4 separate regions of the Mus musculus genome follow, and all the other regions are linked to region 4. A link is a contact called in public HiChIP or PLAC-seq data. All regions are on one chromosome and are shown on one strand. The core of a region is the stretch at or near the end of the contact, and the rest is flanking DNA. Distances in the headings are between cores, read along the strand shown. Region 1 overlaps Gm28867 (predicted gene 28867). Region 2 holds the start of Tsn (translin). Region 3 has its middle 29 kb from the start of Gli2. Region 4 has its middle 62 kb from the start of Tfcp2l1.

Region 1 (7,718 bases), core at 344-2,843, 320 kb after region 4:
AAGGTCAGCTGGGTGCTTTCTCTGCCCCTCTGAGGTATCAGGCTTTCATCACATCCTCTGGCTCCTGAGTCTTCATTGGTGAAATCAAACAGCTGGGATTTTTGTTTTTTAAAACAACAATTTCTGCATGGCCAAGGCCTACAGAAGTCCTGGATAAGGTTCAGGTACGTTGTCCTAGTTAGCAAGTATTGGTGTATGGCATCATATTTTGTCGCTTGGAAAAGTTGGAGTGAGGACAAGGGGAAGTCATAGAAGTTGGCCTGAAGCCTCCTGGACTGAGCCCCACATTCTTCTTCCAATGTCTATCTGGATCCGCATCTCCTCAGTGAGAAGACACACACAGTCTTGAGGACAGCAGCTAGTAGCTGCTCTGTGAGTTCTGTCTAGTTTCTGTAGCTGGGAGATGGGAACCCATGAATTAGAATTGATGACAGAAGTCAAGGTGCCAGTGGGGGACTCTCAAACACTACAGTAATGACTGGGAGGGGGTATGATGTAGATTTCTGAAGTGCTGGAAGTATCTTGTGTTTTTATCTGGGGGGACACTTTTTATAGTGTGTGTGTGTGTGTGTGTGTGTGTACACTTGGAGGCAAGAATAGGACATCAAGTATCATCTATCATTTTCCACTTATATTCTCTCTCTCTCTCTCTTTTCACAAGGAGGTTTGAGACAGTCTTACTACATAGCCTGGTGGCTGTCCTGGAGCTCTCTACATAGACCAAGCCCCTGTCTTGAATTATAGAAATCCACTTGCCTTGCCCCCATCCCAACACCCCAGTGGAGAGATTAACAGTGTGTACCACCACACCTAAATCCACTTATTTCTTGAAAAGGGCTTGCTCACTAAACATGGAGCTCCATTTTCTTCCGCCTATACTAGCTGGCCAACAAGCCCCAGCCATATACCTCCCCTGCTCCCCATGCTGATGTCACAGGCTGGAATGGCCACATCTGGTACTTGAGTGCTGGGGATTCAAACTTAGGTCCTTCTGCTTGCACAGCACATGCCCTTCCCCCACTGAAGCACCTCCCCAAACCTTCCCCCACCAGACAAAGAAATCATTAAGTTCCCAAAACAAAGATGGTTTGGCACTGAGTGAGGCAGGCAGATAGATTTGTGTTCCCAAGAAAAACACATCAAAGTCCTAACGCCCAGGATCTGGGGATGTGACCTTATTTAGGAATGGGACTTTGTATCAGTTGAACTGAAGTCATCCTGGACTCCTGCATGCTGTCATCCAATGACTCACATAGTTTGATTTGGACCCAGACAACATGATGCAGCAGTCCAGTCTCAGACTGGCATTATGCTGACAGAAGCCAGGAGGAAACACTGAAGTTCTTGCCCTAAAATCTTCAGCGAGGGTGGGGCCCTGGTGACACCTTCATCTCCATCCTGTATCTAGCACTGTGAGAGAACAGGGGCCTGTGGATTTAAGACACCCAATTTGTCACTGTTGGGACTGTCCTGGGAAAGCAGCACAGAGGTGCCTGCTTGCAAAAGAGGAGGGGCAAGTCAGGTTTAGTCATGATTACCTCAGAGGGTGTAGGCTTGTGGTTGTTGTTTTGGGTTGGCTTTTGTATGTGGATTATTTCCTGAAAGAATGCATCTTAAAGTCAGTGCTGTAGCCTACGCCTGCAGTTCACTGCACAGTGAGGTAGTCCCAGGAGAATCAGGAGGTCAAGATCAGCCTCAGCTAGCTAGTGAGCTGGAGGCCTGGGGTATATGAGATACACTCTCAAGTAAATAAATAATAAAACAACAAAAGCTACTCCCATGTCTCTCTCTCTCTGTCTGTCTGTCTGTCTGTCTCTGTCTGTCTGTCTGTCTCTCTCCGTCTGTCTGTCTGTCTGTCTGTCTGTCTCTTCCCTCCCTCCTGCCCCTGACAGGGTCCATAGCCCATGCTGTCCTCAACTTGCTATATAGTGGAGGATGTTGAGCTTTTGATCTCCTGCCTCTATCTCTTGAGTGCTGGGATTCCAGCTCTACCCCAGCAGCTGGACTTTCTCACAGTGTTAGGGATGGGTCTCAGAACTCCATGCATGCTAGGCGAGCACTGAGGTTCATCTCTAGCCCTTCTTGTTGTTTAATTTTTGAGACAGTATCTCAGAGAACTCACTGTATAACCCAAGCTAGACTCAGAACCTGTGCGACCTGCCTTCTTTGTCATCCCAAGTACTGGAGTCACAGGCAGGGACCACCATATTCAGCTTCCTTATTAGTTACCTTAAATTTGTGTTTGATGCTTCTCAAATTACAGGAGTCAGATATTCTCATTCAATAGTGGGCTGGAGAGATGACTCAGCAGTTAAGAGCACTGCCTGCTCTTTCAGAGGTCCTGAGTTCAATTCCCAGCAACCACATGGTGGGATCTCATGCCCTCTTCTGGTCTCTAGTTGTACATGCAGACAGAGCACTCATACAATAAATAAATAAATAAATAATTTAAAAACCTAAAAAAAGAAAATATTCAATATAAAATTTGAATTTTGGAGAACTTTTAGCATAAGCACCTCTATTAGTCAGGGTTCTCTAGATTAACGTAATTTATGGAATGTCTCTCTATATTAAACACTTTATTGAAATGACTTACAGTCTGCAATCTATCTAACCCAATAACGGGTAGCTGTGAATGGAAAGTCCAAGAGTCTAGTAGTTGCTCAGTCCCACGAGGCTAGGTGTTTCATCTGGTATTCTGTATAATCTAGAATCCTGAAGAGGTAGGTTCCAACAGATGTGCTGGCAAGTAAGTGCAAGCAGGCAAAGAAGAGTGAACCTTCCTTCTTTCATCATCCTTATGTAGGGCTCCAGCAGAAGGTATGGCCCAGATTAAAGATGCATACTACTATGCCTGGACTTGGAACTTAATCTGTCCCAGGCTGGCCTTGAAGTCAGAGATCTGCTTGCCTCTGTCTCCTGGGATTAAAGCCATGTACTACCTTGCCTGGACCTAACCTTTTCATGGCCACTATTCCTCAAGATCCAAATCAAAACCCTGTGTCTTCTAGCCTCAAGATCTGGATCACAGGTGTGCCCTCCCTTTCTGGATTGTAGTCATTCCAGATGTAGTCAACTTGACAACCAGGAATAGCCATCACAGCATCTTAGGTGATATTTGAGACATACACTAAGGAGTATTTATGTGCAAGTGGGGATCAGAGGACAACCTGTGAGAGATGGCACTTTCCTTACACATCTGATGGAATTCAGTTCCTCAGGCTCCAGGCTTGGCAGCAAAGACCTTTATCCTATGAGTAATCCAGCCAGTCCCATCCACATTATTTTTGAAGATATGAATGCTAGGGTTCTAGAGTTATCTTGAATGGGTTCTGAGGAACAGATTAAAGTCCTCATGCTTGCACTATATCACTTGGCTAATCCTGCCAATTGTTAATATACATCTAAAATTCAAAACTGACTGGTACTGTATGTATCTGCTTTGGTATGCCCTTCTATTGACTGGTACCAAGGCCTTCCCTGTCCCTTCTTATAGGTCTCTGCCCAGCTCACAAAAGCCTTGCCTAACCATACTGCTTTCCCCACCATTCGTCCTTGCCCTATTCAACTCACAACACAATTCCTCATTTACGTTTGGCATCTATCTCCAGTATAGGATGTAATCTCACAAAGCCAGAGTTTTGACTATGGTGTTGGTCACTAACACGAAAATGTCTACAATAGTACCCGCATGTATTCGGTGCTCTATGAAAACAAGTGGAATGGACGGGTGCACCAATGAGTACATGAGGTTGTACTGCTTTATCCAGGGTCTTAGAAAGGGTTTGAGTCTAGCTGATCCTGGTAGGCAGACAGGAAAAGCAAGCCACAGACCTCTGTGGAGCCTGAACAACCAGTCATTCCCATTTGTTTATATAACACACTCCCTTCTAGCCACGACCAGTTTGCCAACTAGGTTGTTGGGTAAACAGTTCACCAAGGTTCCCAGAACCAGGGGCTCACAGTCATTCACATACAATAGAGAGCTGGGGATGTGACTCAGTTGACAGAGTACTTGCCTCATACTCATAAAGATCTGCGTTCTGGGCTGGAGAGATGGCTCAGTGGTTAATAGCGCCGACTGCTCTTCTGAAGGTCGTGAGTTCAAATCCCAGCAACCACATGATGGCTCACAACCATCTATAATGAGATCTGATGGCCCTCTTCTGGTGTGTCCGAAGACAGCTACAGTGTACTTACATATAATAAATAAATAAATCTTAAAAAAAAAATCTGGGTTCCAGCCCCAGCATTACATCAACTCAACAAGGCACGGAGATCAGTGAAACAGATGGCTAAGCCAGTAAATGTGCTTGCCTCTAGGACTGATGGCTTAAGTTCCATTTCTGGAACACACATGAAGAAAGGACATGGCTTTTTTTTTTTTTTTTTTTTTTGGTTTTTCGAGACAGGGTTTCTCTTTATAGCCCTGGCTGTCCTGGAACTCACTTTGTAGACCAGGCTGGCCTGGAACTCAGAAATCCGCCTGCCTCTGCCTCCCGAGTGCTGGGATTAAAGGCGTGCGCCACCACGCCCGGCAGGACATGGCTTTTAAGACTCTAGGAAGAGCCTTATTGGAGGTTCTGGCCTTGGCCCTCCCAGACACTCACAAACCTTTCCATCTGTATGTGGATCAGAGAAAGGGGATAGCAAAGGGGGTACTTACCCAAACTTTGGGACCATGGGGTGAAAAAAAACTTGTGGCTTACATATCTAAGAAGCTGGACCTAGTGGCCTAAGGATGGCCACCCTGCCTCTGGATCATAGCTGCCACTGCCCTGCTAGCAAAGGATGCTGACAAAATAACCATGGGGCAGGAACTTGTTATCAACACACCCATTCTATTGACGGACCCTCAAGTATCCACCCAGCCAGTGGTTATCCGATGCCAGTCTGGTGGACCTTCAGGCTCTATTTTTGAATCCCCCTTGCTTAAGAGATAACCCATCATCTGCCCTAAACCCAACCTCCCCGTTACCTGACTCATCCTCAGATGGGCAACATGATTGCTCTGTAGTTCAGGCTAGACTTGACTGACATATACAGGACAAATGTAGTATGTATCTACTTCACAGATGGGAGCAGCTTCATCCAGAATAGAATCGGGTATGCAGGGGTGGTGGTAATGACCTGGACTCTGTTATTTGCGCAACTGCTGGAAACCTCGGCCCAGAAAACTAAACTAAAGATTCTAACCCAGGCTTTAAATCTGTCAAAAGGAACCATAGCTAACGTTAACACTGGCAGCAGATGGGATTATTGACTGCTGGAGGAAAAAACATCACAAATAAGGAAGGAATACTTGCTTTATTGGAGGCATATGACTTCCTCTCAAAGTGGCCATGATTCATTGCCCTGGGCATCAGGAAGGGACAACAGAAATAGCCCGAGGGAGCAGGCTAGCTGATAAGGCTGAAAGGGAGGCCACCCAGGCTTCCACTGACAGCACCCTGATAGCTTTGCTCCTCACTGTTCTCCCAGACATCCCTGAATATATACTGCTGAAGATAAATGAGATCAGGCAAAATGCCAAGGAGTTTATAGAAAAGATGGTTGCTGACCTCTGAAGGCTGCACCATCCTACCTGAGGAGTTTGCTAAGCCACTCATCCATCAGATTCATCAAGCTTCAAGCCCAGGTCACCAAAAACTGAAGAAACTGCTGTGAGGGACAAGGTACAAAATATCTGACTTAGGACACTTGGTTGAGCAGGTAATCTCGGACTGTGCCACCTGCCAGGCCATGGACTCCTCAGGCCCCAATCAAGGAAACTCTCCAGGAACCAGAATCTGGGGTCAACAGCCAGGGGCTAATTGGGAAATAAATTATACAGAAATAAAACTAGGGACATATGGATATATGTATTTGCTAGTTTTTATAGATACCTTTTCAGGATGGGTAGACGCCTACCTACAAAAAAGGAGACTGCCAATGTAGTGGCAAGGAACCTTCTGGGAGACATCATACCCAGGTATGGATTGTCTACCCTGCTTGGTTCTGACAATGAACCAGCATTCATTGCTCGGGTAACTCAGTCTCTAGCACAGGTTCTGGGGACCAGTTGGAAATTGCATTATACATACAGACCCCAGAGTTCAGGGCAAATAGAGAGGATAAATTAGAACCTGAAGGAAGCTTTGACCAAATTAACCTCTGAAACTTGTGGCGAGCAGGCATCTCTCCTACTTTATGCCTTATATAGGGCTAAGAACACCCCCTATACTTTAGGCCCCACCCTGTTTGAGATCCTATATGGAAGGCCCCCTGTCATGCTGCCTAACCTCCAGTCTGATATCTTAGCTGAATATGACCAAAATAAGTTTTTAAAATCCTTGGAAGCCCTCCATAAGGTCTGGAAGCAACTCTGGCCTGCCATCTGCCAGGTTTATGAGTCTGCTCCTCCTCCTATCTGCCATTGCTTGAACCTGCAATTGGGTTAAAAGGGAGGACATTTCAACTGTGGTATAGGTTCTCTCCTTGACATAGGGCTGGCTAGAGTTGCTAGTGTAGGGGCCTCAGAAACATCCCAAAGATTTAGATGGCCCATTACTGAAAGCAGGGAATGAAAAGGCTAGGCTTATTCCATGACGGGCTTCAAATTGGCAGTTAAGGAGACTAAGCCTAAATCTCTCTTTCCAAAAACTGGGCAATTCCAGGCAAGTCCAAGCCTTAGAAGCTGACCACCACCTGGCCTGAGGCAAGGACAATGGGTCAGCAGCAGTTTCCAGACTTCCTCAGTTACTTCCTCAGCAAGTTTCCAGCCCCCCACAACTTGGTAATGGGATACCCCTAGAAACGGAGCAAGATAAAGGTCACCTACCCTGGAACCCCCTAATGTGTTAAATCAGGCCTGCAAGCTCACTTGGTTATCTCTCTGTTTTGGTAATGGGAGACCCCAGCATGCTGGACTTGTGCAGATTAAAATACTCTTTACATTTACATGCTATTTGTGTCTTCAGCGAATCATTTACCCTTACACCAGCTTCAGGGGATCCAACACTGACTTTTGATATCTGATGATACACTAATACAGACACACACACACACAGAGGGAAATATAAATAAGAAATCAATCTTTAAAAAAAAATTACCCTAACTAGAGCCTATGATATGAGTCAGCAGGTAAAGGCATTCACCTACACTCACCCTCACCCTTACCCACAAATGAAAAAAATAAAATATTTAATTAAATAGACAGATGTGGGCTGGTGAGATGGCTCAGTGGGTAAGGGCACTGACTGCTCTTCCCAAGGTCCTGAGTTCAAATCCCAGCAACTACATGATGGCTCACAACCGCCTTTAATGAGATCTGATGCCCTCTCCTGGTGTGCCTGAAGACAGCTACAGTGTACTGATGTATAATAATAAACAAATCTTTGGGTTGGAGCAAGCTGAGTTGACCGGAGCGAGCAGGGCCGACCAGAGAGAGCAGGGTTGACCAGAGTGAGAAGAGGTCCTAAAATTCAATTCCCAACAACCACATGAAGGCTACAAACATCTGTACAGCTAGAGTATACTCATATACATAAAATAAATAATTCTTAGAAAAATAGACAGATGTGTAGATGGATAGATAGATGTAGATGATAGACAGACTGGTGGATGATAGATGTTAGATAAATAGACAGACAAATAGACAGATGGACAAGTCACTTTCCACCAACTGATAATTCCCCACTGAGTTCCAAAAAGTGTCTGGAAGCTCTGGTGGGAAACAG
Region 2 (6,981 bases), core at 1,138-3,637, 380 kb after region 4:
ATGTGGTTGCTGGGATTTGAACTCCGGACCTTCGGAAGAGCAGTCGGGTGCTCTTACCCACTGAGCCATCTCACCAGCCCGAAACTGACTTCTATTGTCCTCTGATCTTCACATATGCCCATACAAACCAAACACACAGACAGTGAGTAAATAGGCGTAATTGAAAAGTTAAGAATAGAGTTAATTTTGAAATAAACTTGTCATTTTTACATTTTATTTGTCAATCAGAGGAGAATTTTTGAGAGTCCATTTGAGAGTGGATAGTACGATGCTCCTAACACCCACAAGCCACTCTTCCCAAATGTTGCTGCTGGAGCCACTGTCCTTGTGTCTACCACATCCTGAACTTGGGTTTTTGGAAACTTTCTCAAAAGGTACTTGAAGAAAATGGCAGCCATGGAAATTTGGTCAAATGATGACTTAAAGCAGACCCTGGTGGTCCATGCTTGTCATCCCAGCATTGGGGAAGTGGAGGCAGGAAGATCGGGAGGTTCATGGCTGTCCTTAGCTTCGTAATGAGTTAAACACTAGCCTAGTTAAGACCCTAATTAATAAAAAACAAGGAAGTGGCCACTCCAAGGTATGGTTGAGAAGGGTTTATTGTAGATATGAAGCTGACAACAAGAGGAGAGAGAGGTGGGAGAGTGAGAGAGGAACAGAAGAGGAGGTGCAAGGACTGGGAGATGAAGAGAGTGTGTAGCCACATTTTTTTTTTTTTTTATAGGGAGGAGAAAGTAGGGGAAGAGAAGCTGAAGCCCAGGCCCTGGGAGAGGTTTGGGGTAGGGGGCTGGTGAGAAGTGTTGGGAGGAGCCAAAGGTTCTGAGATGTGTTTCTTTGAGATCTAACATATTCTTTACCAAAACAAAACAGAAGAACACAAAAGAAGGGATTGGCTGTTGGAATAGAAAAGCTTTAAGATCAAAAGAATCCCTTCTCCCATGCTTAGCAAGGTATCTAAATTCTAAATTCCAGTGAAAGGTAAAGGGCACTTACAATATTCTTTCAAAAAAAAAAAAAAAGCCCACAAGCCTGGCAGTGGTGGCACATGCCTTTAATCCCAGCACTTGGGAGGCTGAGGCAGGCAGATTTCTGAGTTCGAGCTGAGGCAGGCAGATTTCTGAGTTCGAGGCCAGCCTGGTCTACAGAGTGAGTTCCAGTACAGCCAGGGCTACACAGAGAAACCCTTTCTCGACCCCCCCCCCCAAAGAATATTTCTTACTAAGTTATGAGGAAACTGGGTCCAGAACATGATCAAAAACAGTTCCTGTACAAGTGGGTGTCTTGGCTAGTTCCTGCTCCTTCAAAGAATGGTTCTTTTGTAGTTAAAATAGATTTTCTGGGCTGGGGGAGAGTATGAGACTGTCCATCAAAGATTACACATTTATTTACTTGGTGTGTGTGTGAGTGTAGTGTGTGTGTTTGAAGAGGACAACTTGTGGGAGTTGGTTCTTTCCTTCCATCAGACTGTCAGTCTTGGTGACAAACCTTTAACTGCTAAAGTTTGTCAATCTCTCCCTTTCGATGGTTAAGAGCCCTCACGCCACCACAGACGATACTCTTTCAAAGAAATAACAGGAAGTACTCCATCCAAGCTCATTCAGAAAGTGCACTCGGTGATCAGGTGGAGAAGCAGCTGGCAGGAGCTACAAGGTGAACTCTGGCCTCTTCAAGACTGCTCAAGACCAGAGAGATCTTCATGATACTCATTGGGAGGATAGGATAGCTGTGAGGCAGATCATGTACAAGGACTTCAAAGCCCTGAAGCACGTTCATAGCTGAAGTGTAGTCCCTGGTTGAAGGTTACAGTAACACGCTTTTCTTTTCTTTTCTTTTTTTTTTTTTTGGTAGATTTATTTATTTTATGCATATGAGTACATTGCATTTCAGACACACCAGAAGACGGCATTAGTTCCCATTATGGATGGTTGAGAGCCAACATGTGGTTGCTGGGAATTGAACTCAGGACCTCTGGAAGAGCAGTCGATGCTCTTAACCGCTGAGCCATCTCTCCAGACCCGAAGATAATATTTTTATTCATTAATATTTATTTAGATTATAGTCTTTTATTATTTTTCATTTATCGGATTACATTCTCTCGCCATTCTTCCCCATTCAGTTTATGCATGCTCTTTGTTGAGCAGACAGAAGTATAACTTCCCTCCCTTGCTTGAAGTACACAGATAACATGGATAAGCAAACCGCGCCACTCGCTGGCCCCGCCTTCTACGAGCCAAGTGTCCCTAAGGACCCCCCCCCCGCCCCCCCAACCGGCTGTTTTCCTAGATGCCTATCTGCGAATCCCCACCTCCTTAATTGGAGCTGCCTATCAGCCGGCCTACGGCCACGGGCCACTGAAGCCCCTACGTAGGGCTGTTTCCGGAGATGCCTACGTGCGGGCGGCAGGCGAGGCTCGGCCCTGCCGTCGGGATTCTGGGCAAGAGCGCGGCACGGGACTGTGCGCGCGGCGCTTCAGGCATTGCGGCGGGCAGCCCGGGCTCCGGTGCGCCGCGGGTGTGGGAAGACCCCGGCGCCAGCCTTGGCGCAAGGGCTAGTGGACGCGGCAGTGGCGACGGCGACGGGCGTTGCGAGCGAGTCCGCTACTTGTTTGTGGGTCGTACTTCTTCGGCGGTGCTCCGGTGCTGACTGATTGTAGGGCAGCCAGCGCCATGTCTGTGAGCGAGATCTTCGTGGAGCTGCAGGGCTTTTTGGCTGCCGAGCAGGACATCCGAGAGGCGAGCCCCCTTCCTCCCCATCTCCTTTTTTTCTTTTCCTAGCCAGGCTGGTCCAGTTGGCCTGGTCCTGCTCGGTCTCTCGTTTTCAGGCCCGATGGGTTTAGGTTAGGCCGCCTCTTGGTTCCGGATTCGACTTCTCAGCGTCATGTACCTCTTAGAATATCACCTTTCCTAGTTCAGTATTCCAGTCCCAGGCTCGGTTAACGCCCGTGGCTAACCAGCACATCTTTTCTATATTGGCTGCTGGTATTTTTTTTTTTTTAAATAGCACTTGCGGTCTTTCTTTAAGCAAAAAGCTCTTCTGTAGCTTCTCATCCCGCATAAAAAATTTAAAAAAAATCTAGATTCTCCGGTGGCTCACAAGGTCTCTTTCCCCGCTCTCCTTTTATTTACACTCGTTACTGTGTGTGTGTTTAAGTTAACTTTTTATTCGTCTAATGCTCCAGATATTGCTCTGTCTGAGGACCCTTGGTTGTATTATCTGCTTTTGCTGGAATTAGTTTATTTTCTGCTCTCTGGCTGTTTTCCTTTTGCGCGTGAGACAGGATCTTGATGTGTAGTAGCCTTGGGTGACCTCGAACTCGAACCTGTAGCCTTCAGCGTTTTCAGTGCTGAAATTAACACGTGCAAAATTTATAGTCCTTATTTTGACTGCTTTTCTGTTAGCTCCTAAAATCGTGAGAAATTGAGAAAAAAAAACCCATTTATCCGTCCTATTGCTAGAAGGAGTTGCTTGCGTCTCTGATGTTTGCATAATGCCCATAACTAAATGTGCTCAGAGAATGTGTGCAAAATGAATGAATGAAAATCAGTCACCACTTTGTATTTAAGTTTTTGTTCTATAGAGAACATTTACATTGTCAGTTATTCATTTATATAGTGTCTCAGTTGGGTTCTTGAGCAGGTGGCTATTTTTCTTTCACGGCTACTTGTAGAATTTGAGGCTTTTTTAGCAGCTCCTTGAGTTGTGACAAGAAGAAATTACTGGAAGAGTTTGGATTCACACCTGAAGAATCCCTTCTTGTGAAAGTCTGAGAGCTGTGACTGAATGTGAGGGTGTGGTAGCATGTTTGTAGGCGACTCTGCTGAAGATTACACTGACCTTATCTGGCTTTTGTTTTTAATTCTCTCTAGGAAATACGAAAAGTTGTACAGAGTTTAGAACAAACTGCTCGAGAGATTTTGACCCTACTTCAAGGGGTCCACCAGGGTACTGGATTTCAGGACAGTAAGTTTTTTTGCTTTGATGTTTGAAAAAATTTTTAAATTTTTTTGTCCAACATATCACTCTTAAGTCCATTAAAAGGACATACTGAGTACACTTTTGTCATTTATTGTGAGGAGTGTTTATTATGCTTTTATTTATTTATTATTGTGAGTGAAAATTGGAGAATAGGGGTTTGGTCATTTTGAGGATTTACGATATTCTTGATATTTTGGTTGCTTTTCCATGTGTGTATAGTGTGGTTTAAATAGGAATGTTGTTTTGCTATGTTAGTCTATTGGTGTGTGTGTGTGAGAGAGAGAACGGGAGTCTTGCTTTGTTGCCCAGGCTGTGTTGAGTTGTGTTCCTCTCACCTGAACCTCAGACTTCAGTGAGTTTCATTACAGTTGGCACATGTGAGTCTTTGTGTGTATTTTAATGAATGATTCTAATGATTGAATGCCTTTTTTTCTTTAAATTTTTTTTCTATTTTTACTTTCTTTTTTTGAATGCCTTTTAATATACATTTGTAGATAATAAAGTGCCAGGTATAAAATGTTTTAAAATTCATGTTTATAGTCAGCCCTTTGTTGAGATTCTAATATGTCAAGTTAGACATGAATCCCTTTGTACAATGCAGCCAGCATAGCTGAGAGCTGAAGTTATTTTCTGATACACAGCTTACAGGTTACCAAGGCAAGTCATTTATGCAATGATGTAAAATTTATCAATCTGAGAATAGTCAGTAAAGTTCTTTTTTTTTTTTGACCATGGGAGGTAGAAATAGTCTTGATTTTTGGTGTGTGAGGACTTACAGGAAAAGTAGCTGAGGACTAATGGCCTCAGATTTCAAGGTGATTAATGCCCACATAGACTCCATAGATGATTTAGCAAGAACTACATTGGCAATTTGGTAAGTTTTTCATTATTAAATTTTGTTATCTTTTATGATCAGTTCCAAAGAGGTGCTTGAAAGCGAGAGAACATTTCAGTACAGTAAAAACACATCTCACGTCCCTGAAGACCAAGTTCCCCGCTGAGCAGTATTACAGGTTTGTAAGAAAAACAGTGCTCATTTAGAGCATTATATTTTTGTTTAAAGAAAGGAGAAATAGAGGTATTGAATAATTATGAATTAGTGACTTCTGCTTACGAATAGGCAGAAGTCTTTGTAGAAATAACAACAAAGAATCGCATTGATAATGGTGTCAGGAAAACTAGTGTTTTAATATTTCCTTTTTTTTTTTTTTTTAAACTAAAGACAATTTGTAAGGTAACCATTGCTTTTTAAAAAAATTGCTATTTTTTGAGATTGTAATTTGATTTCAACATTTCTCTCTTCCCTTCGTTCTTCCAAGCTTTCATATCCCCCCTCCATTCTTTTTCAAATTCATGACCTCTCTTCTTGCTAGTTTGCAAGAAGAGATATGCATATGTATATTTTGACCCTATTTCAGGGTGTCTATTGGGGCACTGGGTTTTAGGACAGTACGATCTTTGCTATGATTTTCAAGATTTTTATCCAATTTTATCAAACTCTAATAAGTCACTTTCTATTAAGAAGACATGCTCAGTAGGTCTGTGTCATTTTTTGTATGAAACATCCGTTATGCTTTCTTTATAGTGAGTAAAGTTGTTATACATTGTTGAATGTTCAGTATTCTTTTTTTTTTTTTTTTTTTGGTTTTTTGAGACAGGGTTTCTCTGTGTAGCCCTGGCTTTCCTGGAACTCACTCTGTAGACCAGGCTGGCCTTGAACTCAGAAATTTGCCTGCCTCTGCCTTCCAAGTGCTGGGATTAAAGGTGTGCGCCCCATGCCCAGCTTGAATGTTCAGTATTCTTAATTTTAAGATTATACTATTTTTATATCAGTAGTGAAGAAATACTGCTAGTTTTGATTATGAAATACAGCTTTAAAAATGATTTGGGTTTTATAGACATTAAACTGTAAACAACTATATTTCTGTGTTTGTGAACTATAATAAATAAGAATCCAGAAATTTCTACTTCTTTTTTTGTTTTTTAAAGATTTATTATTCATTTGAATACACTGTAGCTGTTTTCAGACACACCAGAAGAGGGCATAAGACCCTGTTACAGATGAACCACTGTGTGGTTGCTGGGAATTGAACTCAGGACCTCTGGAAGAGCAGTCAGTGCTCTTAACCACTGAGCCTTCTCTCCAGTCCTCTGCTTGTCTTTGTAGTTAACAAAGATGCTGTTTTAAAGATGTACACTCAATTAATAAATGTGACATGTGTGCATAGGGCATGGATGGCAAGCCACTGGTGAGAGTCAAGGATCTTTGTTTGTTTTGGAGTCCCGTGTGGTGGCCTGCTTTTTAGATTCTGCAGTTATATTCTGACACAGTCATATTTGGGTTTTACCTTTAGCAACCCTTTAAATATAAAAGCAATGGGGTGTAGTGGCTCACTCTTGTAATTTCAGGAGTTTTGAGGTGGAGGCAGGAGGATCAGGAATTTAAGGACACCTTTGGCTATATTTGTGAATTCAAATCCAGCTAGGTGAGATCCCGTCTCAAAACAAGCAGAAATCAAAACAGACCTGCTGATTACCATGGTAAAGTAATGAAGGAAAAGTCCACAGCAGTAAAGCTGGCAGGACTGAAAGACTCTCTGCACCTGGAGGTTACTCACATGGATAGCCCTAGAGCTGGCTTTCTTGACCTGTGTCTATTTTCTGTTGAGTAACTTTAAAAAAAAAAGAAAGAAAAAGACAAGGTACTGCTGTGTAGTTCTGGCTGGTCTGAAGTTTGCTGTGTAGATGAGGTGCTGACCTGAAATTATTACTGATACTTATTTCTGCCTTGACTGTCCAAGTACTGAGATTACAAGCATGTGCCACCATGACCAGCACTTTGTTTACCTATTTATTATCTGTCTGCCTGTCTCTCTGTGTGTCAAGAGTTTTGCTATGTAGCCTGGACCATCTATTTGTTTACTTAATTATTTATTTGTTTATTGAATCAGTTTAGCTATGTAGCCTGGAGCATCCTCATCAAGTGCTTCCTGAGTCCTGGCATTA
Region 3 (7,768 bases), core at 1,696-4,195, 390 kb before region 4:
CAAGAACCAACCACGAAAGAGAACTGGCTGCAGAAAGCTAGTCTCTGAGCTCCACAGGCAAGCCCAGCATGCACACACGCCCCTCCCCCAACAATAGATAGATAGATAGATAGATAGATAGATAGATAGATAGATAGATAGATGACAGACAGACAGACAGATTTAAAGGAACGTAGCAAAACTGCCAGGCATAGTAGTAAATGCTGAGACACAGGAGGATCAGAAGTTCATGAGACTAAAGCTGACTGTGGAAACAGGGCCCAGCCACTATGAAATTCCCAAAAGGCATTGTTGTGTGTACTTAAAGAGCAATTAAAGGCCTAGAGAGAGGGCTCCGTGGTTAAGAGCACTTGCTGCTCTTGCAGAGAGGACCAGGGTTCTGTTCCCAGCACCCATGTGATGACACACAACCATCTTTAACTCCAGTTCCAGGGGCTCTGATGCCCTCTTTCAGCCTCCAAGGCACCAGGCACATGCAGGGTGCCCATGCAGGCACACAGGTCCTCTACTCGGGGTCTTACAGGATGCAAACCACCGAGCCGGTCGCCTGTGCTCTCATCTGGAGCCTGGGTGAGTGTCCAGATTACTTACTTTTCTGTTACTGTGAGAAAACATCATGACCAAAGGCAACTTTAGGAAGAGACGGTTTATTTCAGCTCAGAGATTCAGAGTTCAACCGTTGCCCAGAGCGTGGCAACAAGAGGCAGACATGGCAGAAGGAGCAGCCGCTGAGTGGTCATAGCCTGAACTGAAAGCAAGAAGCAGAAAGAGTGAAATGCAAATGGTAGAAGGGTGAGCTTGTGTCGTGGGCGTGGCTGGGCGTGGCTAGGGCGTGGCGAGTATGTGGTAAGAGCGGCTAGTGCTGCTCTGGCAGGCCTTGCCAGCCTCTCTTGTCCCCCTTGCCTTGCTAAAAACCCATTAGGTTGCATTCCTAAAGCTAGCCACCAAGGTCTATTCCCTCATTTGGCCACTTTCCCCTCCTGAGGCTGACTACCAAGGTCCAGCTATTAAAGTACTGAAGTCCAGCAATCAGAAGCCCCCTTTGGCTCACCTAATTAACATGCCCAATTAAATTAAACACCTCATCCTAACTTGGGGTTTCCCACCCTTTACCTTTATAAACTGCTATTTGCCTATAGGCCACCCCTGCCTCCTCTTTTTCCAAAGGCAGTCTTTTGTCCTCTGGGGCTTTTTAAATTGCAGGCAGAGACATGCTCGTTGTATCAAACCTTTCCTGATATGCAGGTGTCAGTTTCTGATTCCATCTTGCCAAGAGGCATTTTTTAAATTGTCTATTGATCAGACGCAGCTCACCCATTTTTAAAGTCTCTGTTGATCAGACATACCTTCCTCGGAACAGTTAAGCAAGCAGTTATGTAGTTCCCCACAAGTACTACAAGCAGGCTTACTCTGTGACTGTAGCTGTTTCTCTAGGGACGTGTCCCAAACTACCCAAGATTGGTGGTCACATCTGGAGGATCAATAGAGGTAGAGAGAGGAGAGGGGAGGGGAGGGGAGGGGAGGGGAGGGGAGGGGAGGGGAGGGGAGGGGAGGGGAGGAGAGGAGAGGAGAGGAAGGTTTTATCCCTCAAAAGAGTATTGCAACAGACACAGAATCATCCCCAGGGCTTTCAGCCTGTGAGGTCCCAGCCTTGCCCATGATCAGCAAAGTGGAACTAAGTATCACTGAGTGTAGACAGCATAGGGCGAGCAAGGAGAGCTCGAAACACACGCAATCTAGGTACTAAGCATAGAGGCCTCCAAATTCACCACAGGTCCTTGCCACATGGGAGGGGTCCCCATGGGCCTTGCCACAACAGAGTCCCATCAGTGAGACACCTACACGCTGTTCCCTACGGATGCTGCATGCCCACCGCCACTGGTGGGCCTTAATAGGGACCTTAATCTGTCAAACTTCTTCGCCTGTATCATATGCGAGCAATTCATTCCCAAGTGTGAACTCACTGTACTCCTTCCTGCAGCATCTCAGAACTGGAGACTCTGCCTCCCTTTCCTAACTCGGGTTGGCCTAAGGTATTCCCGTACTGTAATCCCAACATTCGGGGCGCAGAGGCAAGAGGACCACAAATCCAAAGGTTACCCATGGCTACCCTGGAGACTCTGTTTCAGGAAGTGGAGGTGGGGGATACTTGCTAAGTAACCTGAAAATCTGAACACGGTTGGAATGGTAAATATTCTCGAGCATGAGGGGGGTTATGTATTAATAAAGCTTGCTCGCTTCCTTAGTTCTGGCTGTCACACTGGGATTGCATAGTTCTTATTCTTAGTGGAATGAGAGCTACTGACCACTTACAGAGTGCAATGACACTCTTTCTACACCTCGCCAACAGCTCCACACTCAATACGCGTGTGCAAGATTGCCCGCAAGCAGTGTCTATGTGTAGCTATATCATATTCATTGAAGGACCTAGAAAACAATACAGCAGTACACTGAGAATCACACACACACACATATGCACACACGCTCACTCACACACACACACACACACACACACACTCATGCACTCATATACACTCATACGTGAAAGCACACACATATGCACACACACATAAATGCAACAAAGTGTACAGGAAGCAGACACCCCCCAAGGGAGGCTCCTCATTGCTTTCTTGCCCACCTGTCTTTCCTCTGCTGAGGTCCTCCTGGGCTCTGACCACACAAGACGCACTGGGAAAGGACAGGCCCAAAGCTTCCTGTGCCCACAGCCCCTGGCTGGTCTGTTCCTCTGGAAGAGTTGTAGAAGACCTGAAAAACAAAAGGTCCTGCTGAGAGCTCCGGAAATAGCTAAGAGGCTGGTGAAGGGTGGGACCATAGAGAGGCTTCTGATACCTGTGGACCCTGGAAATCCTGCCCCAGCCCTTTGAGGACACCCACTTCAGTCGGCCTTCACTAGTGTCTTTTCAAATTACACCACCAGAGGGCAGAAGAAAACCAAGAATAGCGTCTTCCACAGTGGTCCTCGGGCGCCATCCCTCCAAGTGAGTCTGGACCCTAAACACAGAGAGAACAAAGCAATTGCATGGGGTGAGTTCCATGAAGCATTCTGACTCCTTTCTGTAGAAGCAACTAGGAGGTATCCGTGCGGTATCCACAGTACTCCAAGCAGCGCATTAGGTGGGCGGGGAAACAGTTCAGAGGGTAGAAAGCTTGCCTGGTATGCAGGAAGCCCTGGGTTCAGTCCCACCAGACACAGTAGCACACACCTGTTACACTAGCTCTGGGGAGGTAGAGGCAGGATGGGCGGTTCACGGTCATCCTCTGCTACACAGTGATTTCTAGGCCAGCCTGGGCCACAGGAAACCCTGATGGAAGCTTCTGAGGTGGGTGGCCCCGCAAGGGTGGAGACAAGATTTCCAGGTCTAGCAGGCTATAGAAGCCACTCTATGTCCTCATTCATGAAAGGGGGGTGGGGGGAGGAGGGAAGACAAGGTGGAAAGAAGGTGGCTCAGCAAGCAAAAGAGCTTTCAGGACCTGAAATCCTTCCCCAGAGCTAAAGGTAAGAGAAGAAAACCAACTCCATAAAGCTGTCCTCTGACCTCCACATATGCACCATGGTACGCTCTGTCTCAGTCTCTGTCTCTGTCTGTCTGTCTCTGTCTATCTGTCTCTCTCACACACACAATTAATAATAATAATAATAATAATAATAATAATAATAATAATAATATGTTTTAAAAGCAGACACTATGTTTATTCCATTTGTAGCATCCAGAATATCTAGTTCCAGTCCAATTGTTACTTATTTTGAGATAGGATCTCACAATGTAGCCCAGGCTGGGCTGGAATTCACAGAGATCTGCCTGCTTCTGCATCCAGAGTTCCGAGATCAACGGCAAGCATCACCACAAAGCCGGTTTGTTGTTGTTGTTGTTGTTGTTGTTGTTGTTGTTGTTGTTGTATTGTGATGATGGAGAAAGCCCAGGTTCCACAGAGGCTAAGTGCTGCCCTCCACTGGGCCACTGGGTGGCAGCACTGAGTCAGAATACCAGCTTTTCCTGACCGTGTGTGGGACTTCTTTAGTGGTAGCATAAGGAAAAGAGCAAGAGACCACAGGTGGCAGACAGACAGGAGAGATGAAGGCCAGCTGGAGATATCACTGGTACTGCGTAACCAGAATTTGCGATATAAGGAAAGGCTTTCCTTCCGTCTACCAGACCCTTCTTCTTCCCATCCTCTCACTGCCTCCTGCTTCTGGGAAGTGCAATGTGAGCTCCACTGTGCGTGCTCTTTCTTGTACAACAGCCAACGCCTCAGCCAGTAGCTGCCAGGAGGAGTCCCCAGCACCACCTGCCCTCTTCACAGAGTTTGTAATTGGCAGGCCTCACCTTGAAACTTGGTTTCTTTGACCCTTGTTCTTTTGTTTACTACTGGGATGCTGGGTGGTGACAGTAGGAATCTTTCTCGTGGACACTGGGATGATTACTTTTAAAATAAGAATAAAACCAGAAAGGGCTGGCCCAATCCGCCACTGAGAAAGCGCTCAGCTTAAGTTGGCTTCTATCTGTGGCCCTGGCATTCTGGAGGCAGAGGTGGGAGAAGGAACCAACAGTTACCCTTGGTTACATGTGAGTTTGAGGCCAGCCTGAGCCCTCTGATACTTTGTCTAGGAAAGAAAAGGAGGGGGGCAGGGAAGAGAGAGGAAGGAAAGGGAAGGGAGGGGCAGAACCAGAGATGGGCAGAGGTCTAGAGACCTGAGGTGGATTCCAGTAGCCCACGTTAAGGTGGAAGCGGAGAACCAACACCACTAGGTTGTCCTCTGACCTCCACACGAATATTGTACCCTGCAGTCCCCGTGCCACAATAGTAATTAATTTAATTTACAATTTAAGGACTGGAGAGATGGCTCAGTGGGTAAGAACACTTGTTCTTGCTGTAAACCTGGGTTCAGTTCCCAGGCCCCACGTGGTGGCTCACAATTGTCTGTAACTCCAGTCCCAGGGGATCTAAAGACCTCTTCCGACCTCTGTGACACAGGAACATACATCTAGAAGATACATAAAACAAAAGAAAAGGGGCTGGTGAGATGGCTCAACAGCTATAAGCACTGACTGTTCTACCAGAGGTCCTGAGTTCAAATCCCAGGACCCACATGGTGGCTCACAGACATCTATAAAAGGGATCTGATGCCCTCTTTTCCTGCATGTGGTTCTGGCATGTGGGGGTACATGCATCAGAGCACTCATACGTTGAATGAATAAGTTAAATTTAAAAATAATAAATTAAAAAAACAAAAACAAAAGGAAAATGAAAAGAAGCCAGGCATAGCCGTGTGGAAGCTGGGAGCAGAGGGGAGTTCAAAGCCAGCCTGGATAACAAAGCCAGATCACATATGGAAGTTAGAAGACAACTTCCAAGAAATAGAGTCACTGCTCTCTTTGTAGCATGTTCATCCTAAGGCTAGAACTCAGGCTGTCAGGTTTAGCAGTCGCTGTCTTCCCAGGTGAACCCTCTCGTCAGTTCTGCCAACGGACAGGAGCCAATACAGTCTCACTTTGATGTGATGACGATTTCATGGGTGGATGGAGACTCTAGTTTTTAACCACATGGCTGTGTCACCATAGAATGACACACTTACGAGGGAGTAAGACAGGACAACAGGGAGGGGGCTCAGTGGGTAACATGTTTGAGAACCCGACTTTAAATTCCGGGACTCGTGTGTAAAAAGTTTTGTAATTTTAGCCCTGGTGAGGCCGAAGCAGACAGATCCTGAGGACTTCTGGAACAAGTGGCCTCGTCAGTCAGAGAGTTTCAGACTAAAATGCGAGAGCCTGTCTCAAAAAACAGGAGAGATGGCTTGGCACTGACAGGAACATGAGGCTTTCAAAGCGGGCCTGAATTTGGTCAACTTACAAACACCTGTAATTCTAACTGCAGAAGATCTTGAGGCTCTGGCATTCACAGGCTCCTACATTCACATGTGCATTAGTACACACAAGCATATGCACACACACACACAAATAAGATAACTATTTGAAAACAGGAAAAAACAAGGTGGATACATCTTGAGAATGACACACAAAGTTGACCTCTGACTCAGCCATACACATACACAGGCCATATGCACACAAACACACACACACACAGCAGGGAAGATAATAATACATCGTATGTGTTGTAGTTACCACAACTTTAAAAATAAACAATATTTCGGAGGGTCTGAACTATTGATAAAGAGTGAGCATGGACATTGACTTGTCTTTGGGCGGGTGTTTGTTCTTCTCTGCGGTTCTAAACCCTGAGAGGTTCCATCCGTTGCTCTCAAACTCAAATCTGGATGGACTCACAGCTAGTTTGTCCGCCAAAAGAGTATCAAAGTAACAACGGGTGACTTCCAAAGCCAGGACAGTGTGAGAAGTCTGCTCAGTTTCTTCCTTATCTCTGGTCACTTGCTTTGAGCCCCTGGCCTGCCCAGTCATAGAGTTGATCCCAAAGGCAGTATGCTGTGTGGAAGGCAAGTGTGCAAAAGCCCATGGCTGTAGCCTCAGCCACTGGCAGCGGATGGCCCACGTTCGGTACAGGCAAGTAGCTATTGTGGGAGTTCTGTCCATGGACTCTCCACAGCCAGCAGTCAGCAGCCAGATAGTACCCCAAAGACCCAGCCATCCCTTCCCTGCTCTGGGCCTGGACCTTGAACTATAGAAGCCATGGGCACAATCTTAAAAGACCTGTTTTCCTGGGGGTGGTGGCACACCTGTGTTTCCAGTTCTTGATAGGTGGAGGATATAGGATGAAAAGTTCGAGGCCAGCCTGGTCAACAACACTGACACAACATCACAAAGTCCTGGTTGTTTTGTTTGTTGAGTTTCCAGGTACTGAACATCAAAGCACATCTGGAAAAGGGTAGCATCCAAAATGCAGCCCTCTTTCCCTTCTTGATGATCCTCTAGCACTCTACCTCCCCCCCCCCCACACACACACACACAGAGTCAGGTATATAAACCTAGGGCCTGATGATATGCCTTGGCTGATACTGTTTGTCTGGCCTGCATGAAGCCATGAGTTAAATCCCAGCATCACGCAGAACAAGTGTGTGGCGTGGTGCATGCCGGTAGTTCTAGCGTGGTGCATGCCGGTAGTTCTAGCGTGGTGCATGCCGGTAGTTCTAGCGCGGGAAGCAGCGGCCGGAGGGTCAGAAGCTCATGCTTCTTCTCAGCTAATAGAGTTGAGGTCACGCTGGGCTACATGAGAGCTCGCCTCAAAACAAAACAAAGCACACACTTTTAATCCCTGCACTCAGGAGGCAGAGGCCGGCAAATCTCTGGGAATTCAAAGCCAACCTGGTCTACAAAGGGAGTTCTAAGCGAGCCAGAACTACATAGTAAGACCCTGTCTCAAAACAACAACAACAACAACAACAACACCCAAACAAACAAAAAATTAAAATTGATGGGGCAGAGGAGAGGCTCAGCCTTAAAATAAGTGCAGGTATTGTTTTGCAGGTGTGAGGATTTAAATTTAATCCCCAGAATTTATGTAAAGATCTCTGGGCATCTGGGACTGGAGAGATGGCTCAACAGTTAAGAGTGCTTGAAGCTCTTGCAGAGGATCCAGGTTTGGTGCCCTGCCCCGACATGGCAGCTCACACTCTCTGTACCTCCAGTTCTGATAATCCAGTGCTCTCTTATGACTTCTGCAGGCACCATGCTCACATGGTATTGCATACATGTGGGCAAGGCATAAAACATACACACACATGTCATATTTATTACATATTAAGTATATATATCCAGTTGTGGTGGCATGTTTT
Region 4 (7,416 bases), core at 2,617-5,116:
CCTGTGCCCTCCTCAGACAAGTGCAAAGACAGTCACACACACACACACACACACACACACACACACACACACACACACAGACACACACACACACACAGACACACACAGACACACACTTGCATTTGCATATGAGGGATCTGTGGTAGACAGAAGAATAGACATTTTATCCACCAGGACACTTTGGGACTAACAAGTGACAGATACAGGCCTGCCCAAGGCTGCTTTGAGCAAGCCACCTGTCATCTGCCCGGAGCTCCCACCACATCATGAGGCCCACAATGGACTCAAAGCATCTTTCTCCAAGCTCACACATCAGCCCAAGAGGGTTTAAGTCTAGTTCTGAGTAACCCAGGCCCAGGGGCACCACTATTATTGGGGATAGGAAGGGATAGAATTATGCGGCTTGTGACACAGAAGATGAAGGCCCTGAGAGAAAGGGTGACTCCCCAGGTGGTTACAAAGCAGACCTGGCTCCTGCCAGTTGTTTTCCCTGACTTGATTTTTCTGTTCCTTCCTGCCCTCCACTCCTTGTTCCCTGCTTGAAGACATTCTGTTCTCACTGAACATGGCCACTCAATTCTCTGCTTGTGGATCCAGGGTCCTTGGCTGACCAGGGTTGTGGGTAGGATCCTGGACCCAGGGCTGAAGGACACTCCTGATCCCGCTTGTGAGTCCTGGGCTACCTACTCCATTCTAGATAGGTTCACCCTCAGGCTTCATGTCAGATGTTCACCCTCAGGCTTCATGTCAGATCTCTGTGAGGAGTGCTACCAGCTCCCAAGTCTCCTTCCCACCCCTGCTGGCCATCCCATAGCCGCACTTATCCACCTGTACTCCACCAGTCCACTTCTCCTGTCAATATCCTTAGAGTCTCAAAACAACTCAAATCAATTCCTCATGCCCCAATAACTGCCCGGTGTGGGTCCTGGTGCTAAGGTCATGTTTAAAAATCCTTAGCTGGAGATGTGGATCAGTTGGTAGGGTGCTTTCCTGACATACACAAAATCCTGGGTTCAGTCCCCAGCACTGCATAAAGGGGCATGGTGGTGCATGCCTGTAGTCACACTACAGAGGTAGAAGCAAGAGGGTTAGAGTTCAAGGTCATCCTTTTTGATGTCATGAACTGAGGGTAAACCTGGGCTACATGAGACTCTGAAATAAACAGGACACTGGAGAGATGCTTCAGTGGGTAAAGTACTTGCCATACCTCCTAGGACCTGAACTCCAATCTCCAGCACCCATGTAACCCCAGTGCTAAGGGGAAGAGGGATATGGATATAGGTAGACCTGTGAGCTCACCGATCAGACACTCTTGCCCAAATAGTGAGCTCCAGGTTCAGTGAGAGGCCTTGTCTCAAAGTATAAGATGAGGAGCAATTGAGAAAGAAACCCAGTGCTGACCTCTGGCCTTCACACTTGCATGCACAGATCACAGATCATTGTACCTACACGTACACACGGAGGTGGGCATGCATGAATATAAGAACATGGGGCTGGAGAGATGGCTCAACTGGTGAGTATTTTTTACTCTTCCAGCACCCGTGTTAGGTGGCTCACACCTGCCTATGCTTCCAGTTCCAAAGGATCCAAAGTCTTTTTCTAGTTTGTGGCCACACACACACACACACACACACACACACACACACAGAGAGAGAGAGAGAGAGAGAGAGAGAGAGAGAGAGAGAGAGATCATAAGTAAACACAAATATTCATCTCAAACATGATGTCCAGAAAACACCCAAACCTTCAAATCTGGTCTGTGGGGATGTGAGGTTTTTTTTCCAGGCACCTCCTCCCACATTCCCAATAAGACCCCTCACTTCATGCCCTAGGTCCTGTAGGATGGGTAAGGTCTAAATCAGATCTGGGCCTCATAGTATAGGAACTTTACACTTTGGACTCCACCAAGTGAGATGATGCTGGTCCCTGACACCCACAGGTGACAGGGAAAAGAGGGAAGGAAATGACATTGAGTCACAGGCCCAGGAAGCCCCTTAGAGTGTAGCACCTAAGGCCCACTTTCTTGAGCCTTGACGATGTGCCTTTTCTTTCACCTGACTGGAGGCAATCAGCTCCTGTGAGTTGGGGCCAGGCTCTGGGAGAGCCCAGTGTTCCTCTGAGGTTCTGAGGGAAGAACCAGGCAGCCAGGGCAGGGACAGAGGTGAGGGATCAGTGCCAGCCATCAATAGTCACAGCAGGTGTAACACAGGTAAGTGGAAAGTACAAATGTGTGAGACACGAGGAGAAGCCCCATCTGGTCACTGTGTATGTTGGGAATAGGGGTGTGCATGAACACAAATGAACGTTGGTGCACCCAAGTGGGCACATATACAGAGGTGGGAGGAGGACTTCAGGTGACCTACTCTGTTGATGTCCAGCTGGCTCCTTGGCAACAGCATCTCTTCCCAAACCTAGAGCCAGGCAGGAAGCAAAAAGCCAGCAACCCTCATGTCTCTGCCCTCCCCCTCCTCTAGCACTAGAGTTACAGGCATGTGCTCACAGTCGCAACTAGGCCTTTACATGTGTGTCCTAGGGATTTAAACACAGGTCCTTGTGTTTCCACAATAAGCGCTCTTACTGAGCCATCTCCCTAGCTTGCTCCCTCTTGTCTTGATCGAACATCTTCTTGTCTGGCTATGCTCTAGGCGGCTGCAACACAGAGGGTAAGAAAGAAAGGCTTACATCCCACTGGATGGCATCCTAATCCATGGGCTAGTGACAGACACAGCCCTCTGTGGCATTATGAAACAGATTCAGAAGACCGAGAGGGCATAAGAGATGGTGCGAGACTGCTACATGAAGCTATAGAGAGGCCTTCTTTGATCTTCCTGGAAGCCATTCATTCATGCTGTGGGCTGGGGGATTCACTCAGAGAGAAAGTACTTGCTGCTCAAGGCTGAGAACCTGGACTCAAATCCCAAGCACCCATGCCAGGCAGCACCCAGGTATAGTCCCAGTGTATATATTGGCACGCATACCTGCACACACATATGTGCACACACGTGAACATACAGGCATATACTGTGTGGCCTAGGTTGATCTGGAAACTCATAATCCTCCTGCCTCGTTGCTATGACTACAGGCTTGAGTCACACATGGCTTCCTAGGGTTATTTTTTTTAAAAAGAGTTATTTATTTTATGTATATGAATACACTGTAGCTGTCTTCAGACACACCAGAAGAGGGCGTCAGATCACATTGCAGATGGTTGTGAGTCACCATATAGTTGCTGGGAATTGAACTCAGGACCTTTGGAAGAGCAGTCAGTGCTCTTAACCACTGAGCCACCTCTCCAGCTCTCCTAGGGTTATTTTTACTGAAGATGACAAACAGACAGACCTTCCCTAAAGTCCAGACTCTAAGCAGATACAAGAGACCCTGGGATCAGGTAACCAATGGGGGGTGGAAATATGTAATCCAGGGATTCCTTATGGGGTCATGAAAGCAAAGAATGGTGTCTGGGCCTGCCAGGTCAGGAGGTCAGGAGTGAGCCAAGTAAGGGTTCTACTGAACCTGGAAAGCCAGAGAGGGGGACATCAAACTTGGGTATGTCTAAAAACAGAGAAGCACAGGTGGCCTCAAGTGAGGAAGCCATATGCACGCGCACACACACACACACACAGAGACAGACAGACAGACAGACAGACAGACAGAGGGGGGAGGGGGAAAGGGAGAGAGGGAGGGAGAGAGAGAGTGTGGGGGGAGAAAAATGAATGGAATGTGGTAAGACCTTAAAAGGCCATCTCTTTCCACACCCAGGTGAGGCCCCAGCTGCTAGAATTCTTAGTCCCCTTAAATAAGGACAGTAGAGGAACTACACCCCCTTGGCCTGGAAGTATGGCAGAGGTGGGTGAGGCCCGGAGGGAGAGTACCTAGCATCCCGTTCATGCCTGTACCAGGAAGCTGATGCAAGGGAAGCCAGAACTACCCTAGCTCTCGGGAACTGCTCTCCAGCTGGACACACCCCAAGGGCAGGTCCTTCAGCTGAATGGCACTTTTAGTTTATCGCAGTCCCCTCCTCTCCTGTCAGCTTCCCATTGTGCAATGGAATTCACAAAAGTACAAAACAGCACAGCTCGGTGACTTCACACAAAGCCACAGTCCAGAAATAGACACCTTTGTTGTGTTCCCACCAGGCACCATGGCCTCTCCCTTTCAGAGAAAGCCAGCCTTGTGACTTTGGGATAGTAGGACCTTGTCCATATACCTGGTGTCACCATGACTCCTTGGTATCCACTTTGTGGGCCTTCTGCTGTGTGTAGAGAGTGACAGAGGACAACCATGACAACTTCCTCTGGCCTCACACACCCATATCTCTCATACACAACAATAATAATAGTAAGATTACTATTACTACTAATAATAATAATTTAAAGTAAGTTTTTTTTTAAAGACAGAATCTGACTATGTAGACCCTGCAGACTTGAGGCTTAGAATTCTCTATGTAGAGCAGGCTAGCCTCCAGCTCAAAGATCAGCCTGCCTCTGCCTCCCAAGTACTGGGATTTAAAGGTGTGTATCACCATGCCCAGCAATAAATACATTTTTTAAATAATAAAATAAATCCATGCTATTCCTTGTGTGATAGGAGCATCTTCTATTACAGTAAGATGATTGTTGGAGGCATCCCAGAGGCATCCCAGATGGCCCATATGTTGGTCACAAGGATGCCACAAGGATGCCACAGTCTTGAACCAGAAGCTTTCAGTCCCCACCCCCATCATTCAGGAGAGCTGGAGACTGTGACAATGTGGCAATGCCTCTATAAAGACCCCTAATAAAGTTGAGTATGCCTAACACCCAAGGTCCCAAATTCTATCCTTAGCACACACACACACACACACACACACACACTATAATAAAGTAAAAATGTTTTGAATAGAATGAACAAACACTGACCAAATGCTGCTCTTAGTTTTGTGAGGCAACATTGTGGAATGTTGAACTTGAAGAAAGAGGCCCGAGAATCTCTCCTTTGAAGCACTGTGGGTAACCCGGAGACTCTTTTGTGATTGGCGGCTGGAGTCCGGTGGCCCTTACCTGTCTTCCCTCCGTGCTGCATTAACTCGGATCTGAACGTTGAGTTTCCAGGCTCTTGTGTCCCTGAACAAAGAATTTGACCAGGGACACATGGTTAGACATACAAGTAGAACAGAGACAGTTTAGGAAGGAAGGAAAAGCCGGGGATGGGGTTGGGGGAGGTTGGGGTGGGTGGAGAGATGGCTCAGTGGTTAAGAGCACAGGCTGCAATCCCAGAGGACCCAGGTTTAATTTCTAGTACCCACAGGGCAGCTCACAACTGACTGTAATTCCAGTCCTAGCTAATCCTACACCCTCATACAGGCATACGTGTGGCCAAACACCAGTTCACATAAAAATTTAAAAATAATAATAATTTAGAAAAGGGAAGGAGCTGGTAAGATGGCTCAGTGGGTAAGAGCACTGACTGCTCTTCAGAAGGTCCCGAGTTCAAATCCCAGCAACCACATGGTGGCTCACAACCACCCGTAACGAGATCTGACACCCTCTTCTGGTGCATCTGAAGACAGCTACAGTGTACTTATTTACAATAATAAATAAATCTTAAAAAAAAGAAAAAAAGAAAAAAGAAAAAAAAAAGGAAAGGAAAGGAAAGCAGGCTAGTGAGCCCTGGGAAAGGCGGACACTCGAAAGGGCTGGTCCAGAAGCCAGCAGCACAGCTCCGCAGATAAAGCCACTTTTGGCCAAACTTGAAGTCCTGAGTTTGATTCCCAGAACCAAAAGGCAAGAACTGCTGCCATGAATTTCCCTCTGACTTCCACACATGTAGCACGTGTGTGCACATCCTCACACATCAAACAAACAGCCAATAAGGGTAGCTGAAGAAAAGCTGTGTGCAGGAGACTCGGGACCTTTTTATAGCTGATTTACATAGCACGCACCTGGTCCGTATTTGAGTATGGCGGGCTTTCCTCCCACTTACTGGTGTATGAAGCCCAGCTCAGCTGAGAAGGGCTTCTGGGTGTTTTTTTAACTGGATTCAGGGTAATCTTGATGAGCGTCTTCACATCTCTATTCTGCCACACGGTGATGGTTTGTTGGACACCCCACTGGCAGCCAGAACAATGGAGCACTCAATGATGCGTTGTGTATGGTGTAGAGAAAACGATTTAAGCAAGCACACCCCTTACCCCCAGTGCCAAAACTGAGCATAGTATGCCCTCGGGGTGGAGTCGGGATTGCAAGTTCAAGATAAATAGTGTTCAAGGTTAGGCTGAGTTACAAAAAGAAGATGGCTCAGCCTACACAGCTTATGGTGTGGGCACCTGACTTCTTTGCTTCCTTTCAGTGGGCCTCAGTTTCCCCAGCAGCAGCAGGAACCACAGAGATTAGACTAGCTCCGAGTCCTCACACAGTCCTGAGGTTTTTCTGGGGGCCTCGGAGCACACAGCACTCTGCCTTCCAGAGTACCCCTGAGCTGCTCTCTCCTAACGGGGGTGGGGAGGGTGAGTCTACACAATTCCCTGCTTCCTACGGCATGCCCCTGGAGGCCTGCAGGCCAGTGCCACAGCTGTGTCATGCAGGAGCTTCGACCTTCAGCCCTGCCTGACAGTGGGCCTCTGTGTGCCCAGCCATGGCGGCCCCACACTGCCTGTCTGTTTTGTATACAAACATGGCCCTTGGGGCTTTGGAAGGTGCAGGCTCACTCTCTTTCCACAAACAATGCACTTTTTTTCTTAAAGTTGACAGCATATGCTTGAGTTAGTCACACAAGTAAGGGCCTTGGAAAGATCCTGCAAGAAGTAGAAGACAGTCAGCCTCTCTCTATTCCTGTCGCCATTGTAGTGCCTGGTACTGCACACTGTGGGCTCAAGAGGACAACTGGTTGGAAAAGAACATGAATGAATTATAAACAAATAGGTCCTAAAGATCAACTTTCTTCTCACCACCCCCAAGCACCCCACCCCTGCTGCCCTGAAGCACCAGGTATGGGCTCCTCAAGGAAGAGTTGTCTTGGCTTTTTTGTTGCTTTGAACAGAGTCTCAGGTAGCCCAGGTTGGCCTTGAAATCTCCATGTAGCCAACAATGAACACTAATGCCTGATTCTCTTGCCTTTACCGTCCAAAGTCTGGGACCATAGGAATGTATCACCATGCCCTGCTTATGCTGAGGATGACTTCCAGCAGGCTAAGCAAGTACTCTACCACCTGGCCTCCTTTTATAAAGAAGGGCTGACTATGGAGCCTCAATAGGGGTGCTAGAGACCTTGGTACCGGACTCAGAATACAGCCAGGCAGAACCAGTGTGGGCAACACTGGCATTTTTCTTGTTTTCTTTCTTCGCCAGTCCATTCTCACACATGCATATGCATATGTGTGGGCATTTGTATATGTTCATGTGTACAGTTGTGTGTGTGTGTGTGTGTGTGTGTGTATTT

Evidence for each region. HiChIP or PLAC-seq counts read pairs in DNA pulled down with a chosen protein or histone mark.
Region 1: a contact with region 4 is called in an H3K27ac HiChIP or PLAC-seq map of embryonic stem cells, with 2.2 times the contacts expected there. The contact joins two enhancer-like sites. A contact is called at or near these places in 3 of 39 promoter capture datasets (the 3T3-L1 cell line, embryonic stem cells and stem cell-derived epiblast-like cells) and 1 of 115 datasets of contacts at active chromatin or transcription factors (embryonic stem cells).
Region 2: a contact with region 4 is called in an H3K27ac HiChIP or PLAC-seq map of extraembryonic endoderm stem cells, with 2.3 times the contacts expected there. The contact joins the promoter of Tsn here to the enhancer-like site in region 4. A contact is called at or near these places in 6 of 39 promoter capture datasets (the C10 cell line, cranial neural crest, embryonic stem cells and 3 more) and 1 of 115 datasets of contacts at active chromatin or transcription factors (extraembryonic endoderm stem cells).
Region 3: an H3K27ac HiChIP or PLAC-seq map of embryonic stem cells shows a contact between it and region 4, with 5 read pairs. The contact joins two enhancer-like sites. A contact is called at or near these places in 3 of 39 promoter capture datasets (the 3T3-L1 cell line, liver and stem cell-derived epiblast-like cells), 2 of 115 datasets of contacts at active chromatin or transcription factors (both in embryonic stem cells) and 1 of 9 other capture datasets (embryonic stem cells).

The regions. Positions count from the first base shown.
Region 1 is chr1:118,362,791-118,370,508 of GRCm38.p6, reverse strand. It overlaps Gm28867 (predicted gene 28867), which reads right to left. Exons shown (of 3, transcript NR_166200.1): 3 at 7,059-7,718. Among named protein-coding and RNA genes, the nearest start is that of Gm28867, 7.3 kb to the right of the region's middle. Within about 2 kb of position 1,593, at least 79 of the 459 cell types and tissues checked have an H3K27ac peak or open chromatin away from gene starts, as enhancers often do. A contact at or near this core is called in embryonic stem cells, where this site is marked.
Region 2 is chr1:118,306,752-118,313,732 of GRCm38.p6, reverse strand. Tsn (translin) reads left to right here and starts at 2,387. Exons shown (of 6, transcript NM_011650.4): 1 at 2,387-2,732; 2 at 3,867-3,960; 3 at 4,892-4,988. The coding sequence starts at 2,667.
Region 3 is chr1:119,079,023-119,086,790 of GRCm38.p6, reverse strand. No RefSeq gene overlaps it. Among named protein-coding and RNA genes, the nearest start is that of Gli2, 29 kb to the right of the region's middle. Within about 2 kb of position 2,945, at least 18 of the 459 cell types and tissues checked have an H3K27ac peak or open chromatin away from gene starts, as enhancers often do. A contact at or near this core is called in embryonic stem cells, where this site is marked.
Region 4 is chr1:118,686,566-118,693,981 of GRCm38.p6, reverse strand. No RefSeq gene overlaps it. Among named protein-coding and RNA genes, the nearest start is that of Tfcp2l1, 62 kb to the right of the region's middle. Within about 2 kb of position 3,866, at least 17 of the 459 cell types and tissues checked have an H3K27ac peak or open chromatin away from gene starts, as enhancers often do. A contact at or near this core is called in embryonic stem cells and extraembryonic endoderm stem cells, where this site is marked.